Linked DNA regions of Gossypium hirsutum: region 1 is linked to region 2. A link is a contact called in public Hi-C data. All regions are on one chromosome and are shown on one strand. The core of a region is the stretch at or near the end of the contact, and the rest is flanking DNA. Distances in the headings are between cores, read along the strand shown. Region 1 holds the start of LOC107951360 (homocysteine S-methyltransferase 2). Region 2 overlaps LOC107951235 (protein TIFY 4B).

Evidence for each region. Hi-C and Micro-C count contacts between places; a contact is called where the count stands out from the background.
Region 1: a Hi-C map of leaf shows a contact between it and region 2, with 4 times the contacts expected there. The contact joins the promoter of LOC107951360 here to the enhancer-like site in region 2. A contact is called at or near these places in 2 of 34 Hi-C or Micro-C datasets (both in leaf).

What each region holds. Positions count from the first base shown.
Region 1 is chrA08:11,764,519-11,768,676 of Gossypium_hirsutum_v2.1, reverse strand. LOC107951360 (homocysteine S-methyltransferase 2) reads right to left here and starts at 2,810. Exons shown (of 7, transcript XM_016886398.2): 1 at 2,439-2,810; 2 at 1,402-1,458; 3 at 1,086-1,315; 4 at 784-913; 5 at 351-554; 6 at 54-125. The coding sequence starts at 2,618.
Region 2 is chrA08:11,507,475-11,511,275 of Gossypium_hirsutum_v2.1, reverse strand. It overlaps LOC107951235 (protein TIFY 4B), which reads left to right. Exons shown (of 10, transcript XM_041075854.1): 8 at 431-485; 9 at 576-793; 10 at 1,346-1,719. Among protein-coding and RNA genes, the nearest start is that of LOC107951235, 5.6 kb to the left of the region's middle. Within about 2 kb of position 2,320, at least 4 of the 9 cell types and tissues checked have an H3K27ac peak or open chromatin away from gene starts, as enhancers often do. A contact at or near this core is called in leaf, where this site is marked.

The DNA of each region.
Region 1 (4,158 bases), core at 1,561-4,060, 260 kb before region 2:
CCCTTTTTTATAAGGGATGTTTCATGCATCATCTAGAGAGAAAAAGAACTTACCACCCATTCCTTCCGATCAGCATCATACCTCTCACCACTATTGGGATATATAACTATGGGTTTGGTAGTGACCTGCACAAATTATTAACCAAATAAGACTGAAGAATCCATCAAAATTTCAAGACTCCAACATTACAGGAACAAATTCCTAAAAAAAGAAGAAAAAGAAAAGGAGAGAACCAGTTTAATTACTAAATCATATCCAACTAAAAGTGAGAAAAGAAGTGTACAATAGTTAAATTAGAATGACTATTAACAAAATAACAGAATAAAAAAACCAAAACAGAAAACCAAAACCTTCTTAATTGCTAAAATCAGATCATGAATAAATCTAGGTGGCGTGCAGTTGATTCCAACAGCAACAACTTGCTTGCAAGATTCAGCAATTGATGCACACTGAAGCAAAGAATCGCCGCTAACTACATTGACGCCATCTTTTGAGTTGAAAGTTAACCATGCAGGAATCTTTATGTGTTCTTCATCTAAGAGTTCAGCAAAAGCCTGTATGAAGAACAACCCCCCCCCAAAAAAAAAATCTTAATATTAAGAAGAAATAAATTAAACAGCAAAGTAAACATAAGCATCAGATCAATAACAATTTACTAGCCAAATCAGGAAACATTTAGACATGCAAGAAAAGAAACTTAGTAACTTGCTTTTATTCCTCACACCCTTCTTACTTTTATCTTAAAGAAAAAGGTTTCATTCAGAATTAAATATTCAACTATACCTGAGCTTCTATCTTGTTCGGAACTGTTTCAAATGCTATTATGTCAGGACCTGCTTCAGCCAGGACCTGAACCCTTCTTCGATGAAATTCTTTCAAAGCATTTACTGTCATTGCCTCACCATAGCACCCACTGGGATAGAGAATATAACAACAAAAAGAGGAGGCATGTAAATATGTACTACAAATTTAATGGTTTTCATTTACACAAAAAGATAACAGATAGTGGCAAAGAGCCTAAAAGCAACAATATCGGGTTTGGATTGAACATTACTTGATAATATTCGCATAGTTGGTAGACACACCTGTACTCAGAACCATCAGCCAGATAAGCCCCATAGCTGCCTACAGATGCTGCAACCAAGATTGGACGATTTTTTAGTATCCTATCATCTCCAGTTCCACCACTAGAACTTTTACTACATCTTTCATAATACATACGCCTTGCCTCTAGGGCAATATCCACACTTTTTTTAAGCAAGTTTTCACTTTGTTCTCTAGAAAAGCCTTTTGCTTCAAACCCCTGAATTGTGGCCTATTAAAAATATATAAATTTGCATCAGTTGGCAACGGGGAGAGAGAGAGAGAGAGAGAGAGAGAGAGAGACATTATATCTGATACCTGATAGGATGCTGTGATAATAATATCTGCGCCAGCTTCAAGGTAATCAAGGTGTACCTGCTAAAAATAGATTGGTTAATGATCTGGAGAAGCAACCTAAACATAACATTCGGTCCATCTTAAAGCATATATATGACTTTCTTGTTCAGCATCTCAACTTTTAACCATCAATATGTTATGGCATTATTCTTGCTTGTTTGGTTATTGCAATACTTCAACGATATCCTAGCTCAGTCTCCAAACTCATATACACTTAGAATAGTATAATTTGTCTGGAAATTCCGTTAAGTAAAACCCAGGTCTCATATGTGAAAAGGAAACTAACAAGCACTTTTAGTTATTGAAACTTCCAACATCGATTCCGAAGCCTAGAAGAGAACTAAGCTTCTCTCAAATAAGCTTTCAAACATCCCAATCTCTGTATCCTGTTTATCATTTTCCCTTTCTCTAATTCCCGAGAGAAAGAGATAGAGCCAAGGGACTAAATAAAGTCAATTCTTTCACCATAATATTAAAAAAAGCAAGATAGTAGCCAAAACTCAAGCACTTAACTCATTAAAATTTACCTCTTTGTATGAGTAACATTTATAAACAAAACAATAGAACTCAAAACTGACTCGTGACCGATAACCCTTAAATGCCACTGACCTGACTCACCAGATCAAAACTGGACCACCTCCACACTGTGGTCCAGTGTTCTATACATGCATACATAAATAAATATATATACTGCATCCGCCATATCAGAACAACTTCCTTTGTCTTTTTCCAATGAAAAAAAAATAGATTATAATTCAGTTCTATGTGCAGAACAGTCGAAATTCCCAAAAAGACCTCCACCAACCACTCCTTCACTGCTATTCCATTATTCCTCTTCCTTCCATCAGTAAAACTTACTTACATTCACGTAAAATTCAGTTCCTAAGTTCCTATTACAACCACTTTGGATTATATAGGACGTAAATAAAATAAATCATAAATAAAATAAATCAAGGTTCGAAAAAAAAGGTAATTTTGAAAGAGGGAGAAAAACTTACGGAGCGAATAAGGTGAGGAGAAGTGAGGAGGCATTTGGCACTCCAGAGGGGATCGTTTAGGTCAGCACCGTGGAGTTCCAGCTCGGTCGCCAGTCCACCATCGATAACAGCGGTGCCTCCCATCTGGCGGAGGAACTCCTTCATCAATAACGGCGTCGCCGGGATGTTGAAAGTCTCCATTTCTTTTCTAAATTAGAAGGGGATAAGCGTTAAATGCGGTCGCCGCCTCGCCCTCTCTCTTTTGCTGTTTGCTTTTGGTTGGATCTTAAGAACAACTGGATGGATGACCCACTTCTAACTATATCTCGCTATGCCAACACCCAACTTATGGAGATGATCACTTTTACCCTTTAGCCCCGGCAAGTGTCCCGTTTTACAATATTTACCATTCCAGTTATTTTAATTTTATAATAACAATTTGGATAAATTACACCTGAGGTCACTAAACTACTAATAAATTTACGTTTTGATTATTCAACTTCAAAATGTTACAAAATAAATCTTGAACTATGAATCATTCGAAAATTTTTATTTAAGTCATTGATTTGTTAAGTTTTTTTTTTTAAATCCAGCTAGCGATTTCTAAGCGAAAATTTGACGATTGTTAAGATAGATCAATACTCATTTATAAGTATAAAAACATACTTTGGATTCAAGTCGATCTGACTATTAGTATCGAAGATCTGAAAAGAAAGATGTTTGAATTTTGGTTCGTAGATTCGTGATATTCAAAGTTGTTTCATAAAAAAATTGAACTATAGAAGAGAATATGAAGGAAAGCTTTCGATTGGTGTAGACGATGCAGATAGAGAAGGTAGTGATTTTAGCAACCCAATGACAAAACTTCCGAATAGCTTAGTAACCATTCTGTAAACTTAAGCCTTAGTAAAACTTCAGGAATAGCTTAAAATGACCTATATATATGTTAGAGTGTGCCCAAATATCAATTATAAGATGATTGTACTTGCATAATTATTTATTTTATTTAATAATGAAAACATTGTCATTATTGTTATTGGTCTCTATTTTTGTGTATTAAATAATTTGTTTAATAATAAAGTTTAGAGAAAAATATGATTATTATTAAATGTATTTAGTCGAGTATTATTGTGGGCTTAAACAATAATAATACATTGAGACTAACGTATGGATGATTGATGACAAGATGTTGTCATGAATATGAGATATCAAGTCAATATTTGGGTACACGTTAGCAAAACAATGTATTGGACTAACTACTATGACAATGCTTATTGAATTATTATGTAATAGTCATGACAGTTCTCATAATGATAATAGGATGTATGATACTTAGACTTGAGTTCATCATAGTTCTGATATTGGGAGCAGTATATTATGGTATAGTCAAGCGTCTTTCATAAATGGTTGTACTATAAATACTGTTATGTGTACCACAAACTATGTAATGAGATGAGTGATCAAAATAATATTTAACCTTCCTACATAATGAGAGCGATATCTAGGATTCTTTGATCGAGCAAAACTAAAAATGCATGGCCATGCTCAAATAAGTTGATATGAGATATCAAACTCATTTGTTTATCTTAGCCTACTCAAGATTCAAGAAATAAAATATTGGACTATACAAGTGTGATTGCTCTATACTTGCGTTCAATTTAGATATCATGAACAAAGAGATATATTATACAACAATATTATCATGGAAAGGTTATGTCGAACCACGACTTCTTGCAACTTA
Region 2 (3,801 bases), core at 1,071-3,570:
AACATTCATGCCCAAGTCTGAGTAACAGAGATTAGCATTCTCTGAATATTGCTTTCTATTACAATATAGCGGAACAGTAGAAGCAGATTTTCACTTTTGGTTTTTATTTATTTAGGAATTGGGAACATAGTTTGCGGCTCAAGACTTATTTATTCCTCAAGTGAAACTGGATTACGAGTTAGAGTTATTATTATTTTGTTGATTCTTGTTTTAAATCTGTTTATAGATAAAACATTACTGAAACTGATACACTGGAAAGCTCATCTCCGTGATAAAACCATTTTTGGTTTATGGTCATTAAGGTCATTGATTAATCTAGCAATTAATGAATGACAAGAAAACAATCCACCATGGTATTTTCCAAATGTACAAGATGATGGTGTTTTTATGTGCTGATGATATCAATTTTCTTGTAACTTGCTTTCAGAAGGTGCCACTAGCAGAAACGCATTGTTGCAAAGATATCTTGAGAAAAAGAAAGACAGGTATCTTCCATGACGTATATTTCCCTCTTTAGAATTAAATAAGCACACAATCTAGTTTGCTTTGCTGTTTGTTTCTCATATCCCTGTTAGGTGAAGGTTTAAGAACAAGAGAAAATTGGCAACATCTTCATCTCGTACCTTAGACATCTACTTGAATCAAATGGGGGATCAGTTCTCAAATGAGCAGTCGAAGCAAAGTGAATCATATTCTTCTACTTAAGCTCGACCACCTCACACACCGCTTTGGTGCAGCTCCATGGAAAATCTTCCCAAGATTGCCAATGTCACTACTCATCCTGATGGCAAAGGTGACAATTTCTTATCTCTTGCATATCATGTCTTGTCTTTATGCGATAATGGGGTTTGAACCTTGGAAATCCAGGAAAATTTTGATATGAATGATTATTAGCTCTCCTCCATGCTATATGATATGCGAATGTCCCGTTCCAAATGCATATAACTGAATTTGAAAATGCCACCACAGTGCAAATTTCATGATCATTCTACAAGTTTCCTGTAATATTTAGGTACATCGCCTATCATAATGTGTAACTTGGGTTGATCCCAGCCACCGGAAAGGAAGAGCTATTACTTGCTGCTGGTCTTGCCTGGAAAGATATCCTTGGGCTTTTGTCATATCATAAACTTCTTTTATAGCTCAACATATTTCAATTTCCTGTACTAAAACGCATCATATTTGTACAATCGACTGGCATAACTTTAATGAACTGGTTTTGGTAGACCAACAAATTATCACTTTTCACTCCATAATGTATAACGATTTCACTTTTTTCTACTTATTATACAAATTATCATCACATGGAAATCGAAATAAACGAGATCTGATTGCCATATTGCAGATATATTCGAAGTATGATGTTGGACCAGCATTCAGCGATTATAGCCCATGTTGACATGGATGGCGCTGGAGTGCCGACAGAGTAGCTGTCTTCCTTGTAAGAGTTCGTAGCATTATGTTAAGACATGTTGTATTTGTTGCGGCCATTATTATTAATCTAAATGAGGAATTTAGTTCAGGTTAACTAACAATCAAAAAGAAAAACGTCATTCAATCCGCTTCTTTCCAGTTTACAAAAAGTAGAAAGTGATCCTAGTGGAATATGAACCACTTGCATATTAAATTGCCCCCCAAGATAACTCTTTGCTGTGCTGGTGTTATGTGGGTGGATTTAATTTGTAAATAGCGTAGATTCCATTGGGAATGATTCAGTAATGTTTATCTCTTGATTAGATAAGGCGATGGTTTTTTAAAAAAGAATAAAAAAACCGGCCACGAGGCTACGACCCACTGATGCAAGCCATGGTGAATGTGATTAATAATTAATCAGTGATGTCATGTCCTACTACAAGTGGCCTAGGCTACCTCAGCCTCACACTCTCGCATCTTACTATGAACCGAATTATGGCTACTGTTAATTCATCCCCTCTGTCTTCTTGTGTTTTTCTTTATGCATGCTTTTCCGCTCACTTAAAATAATAATAATAAAAGTGGGTCCGTTGTTGCTTTTGTGATTAACATGATATGCCTTTCAACCTGTTCATATTGCACACCATGATTTTGATTAAGAAAGCTACCGAAGTCTGGCCTTGCTTTTACATTGCAATTGCATCCCGAGTCTACCAAGTTTGATATAATAATAGGGGTTTCTTTTTATACCAATACAATGTATATCAGTATCTTTGAAAATTGAAATAAACAACCATAAAATCTCTGATTACGAAATATATATTAAAGAAAGATGTTGAGAGGATGGGGGTGGGGGGGAAGGAATGAATTGAATGAAAAGCCGAGTAGTACAGGTTATGAATTAATTAGCGTGGGCAGAAGGATTGGATAATCACTGTGATGGTTGCATTGTCTTGTCTTTGCCTAGCCCATAGTAGTGAGATACAGAGATACGTATCAGAGGAACGTCATTTCCAACAGTGGTAGTATCCTATTGTATTTAATTTGATATGGACCTTTGAAAATAACAATTTTATTTGGGGTTAGTATGGTTATTGGTGTACTGTGTTTAAAAAGAAGGAGAGAAAGGAACAAATATACACTTAAAGGTGATTTTATATGGCAGTTTTGTTTCGATTCCCCCAAAGGCCAAAAACACCGCCACTTGCTTTATTTATTTATTTGGTATAGTAAAGAAGGGGAGGAGCATGAGCATGTGCGTGCGTATTTCCAGGTATTGAAAATAATTCAAAGGTCTAACCAAAGTCAAGCCTCGAAGGGGCAAAGGGAAATGTTGGTTTTGTTAAATAAAAGACATTACATTAGTGGCTGTGAAATGCATCTCATCACACCATGTGACTTCTCCACTACCACGCCACCTCACCTCCTCATGTCTTCTATTTAATATTCAACCAAAATCCTGCAACTCCATGTTTTTCTTTTACCCACTAAAACCATTGTATTTTTATTATCTAATTTAAATTTCAAATTATAATATAATATTTTTAAAAAATTAGTTATAAGAATTAATTGAATTAATCATGTTGAAATTTCCAACATTTCAAGTCGACTAAAATAAAAACAATATAATTTAAATAGTTTTTTTTTGAAAAAATAATTATTGGTAAAGTAATAAAAATGTAAATAAGTTTATTGACGAGGTTATGGTTGTGTTATCTATATAACACTATTAATATATTACTTTTGTTTTATAATTTTGAAAAATTTTTAATTTTTAATTAAGTTGATGTCTGATTAACTTATGATATTAATTCAGTTAGATATAGATATAAATAAATTAAAAGTAGAATGAAAACATTCATTGGCGTTCCCTAAATTATAGTTTATGTTTAAAAATTATTAGCATTACATTTTTAAAGTTTATGATTACAAAATTTATAAGATGAAAACAAATATATATATATATACACAAAAAATTGAATTGGCTTACATATATAAAAACATACTATTCATTTATCTTGTAATTTATCTAATACAATATATTCCTATGAAAGAAATACAAAATATGGAAGTTTTTATCAAACAGAATACAATAGAATGGAGGATACCAACTTTTGATTTAACGCAAGCAAACACACGATTCGTCATTATTTGGCTAATTCCGTTGTTTTCCATCAACACGACGTCCTTTCCTCCTTTTCTTCAATTCATCTAATTTATTATCATTTCCGGACTCTCATGTGCTCATTTCTGTCTTCAATAAAATAACGGTAAACTTCATTGTTACAAACTAAATGATGGGGAAGTTTTTGTTTTTAATTATTTAATTAAAAATTTTATAATTTGGTAAGTCATTATATTGTTAAAATTGATATTATATGATTTTTT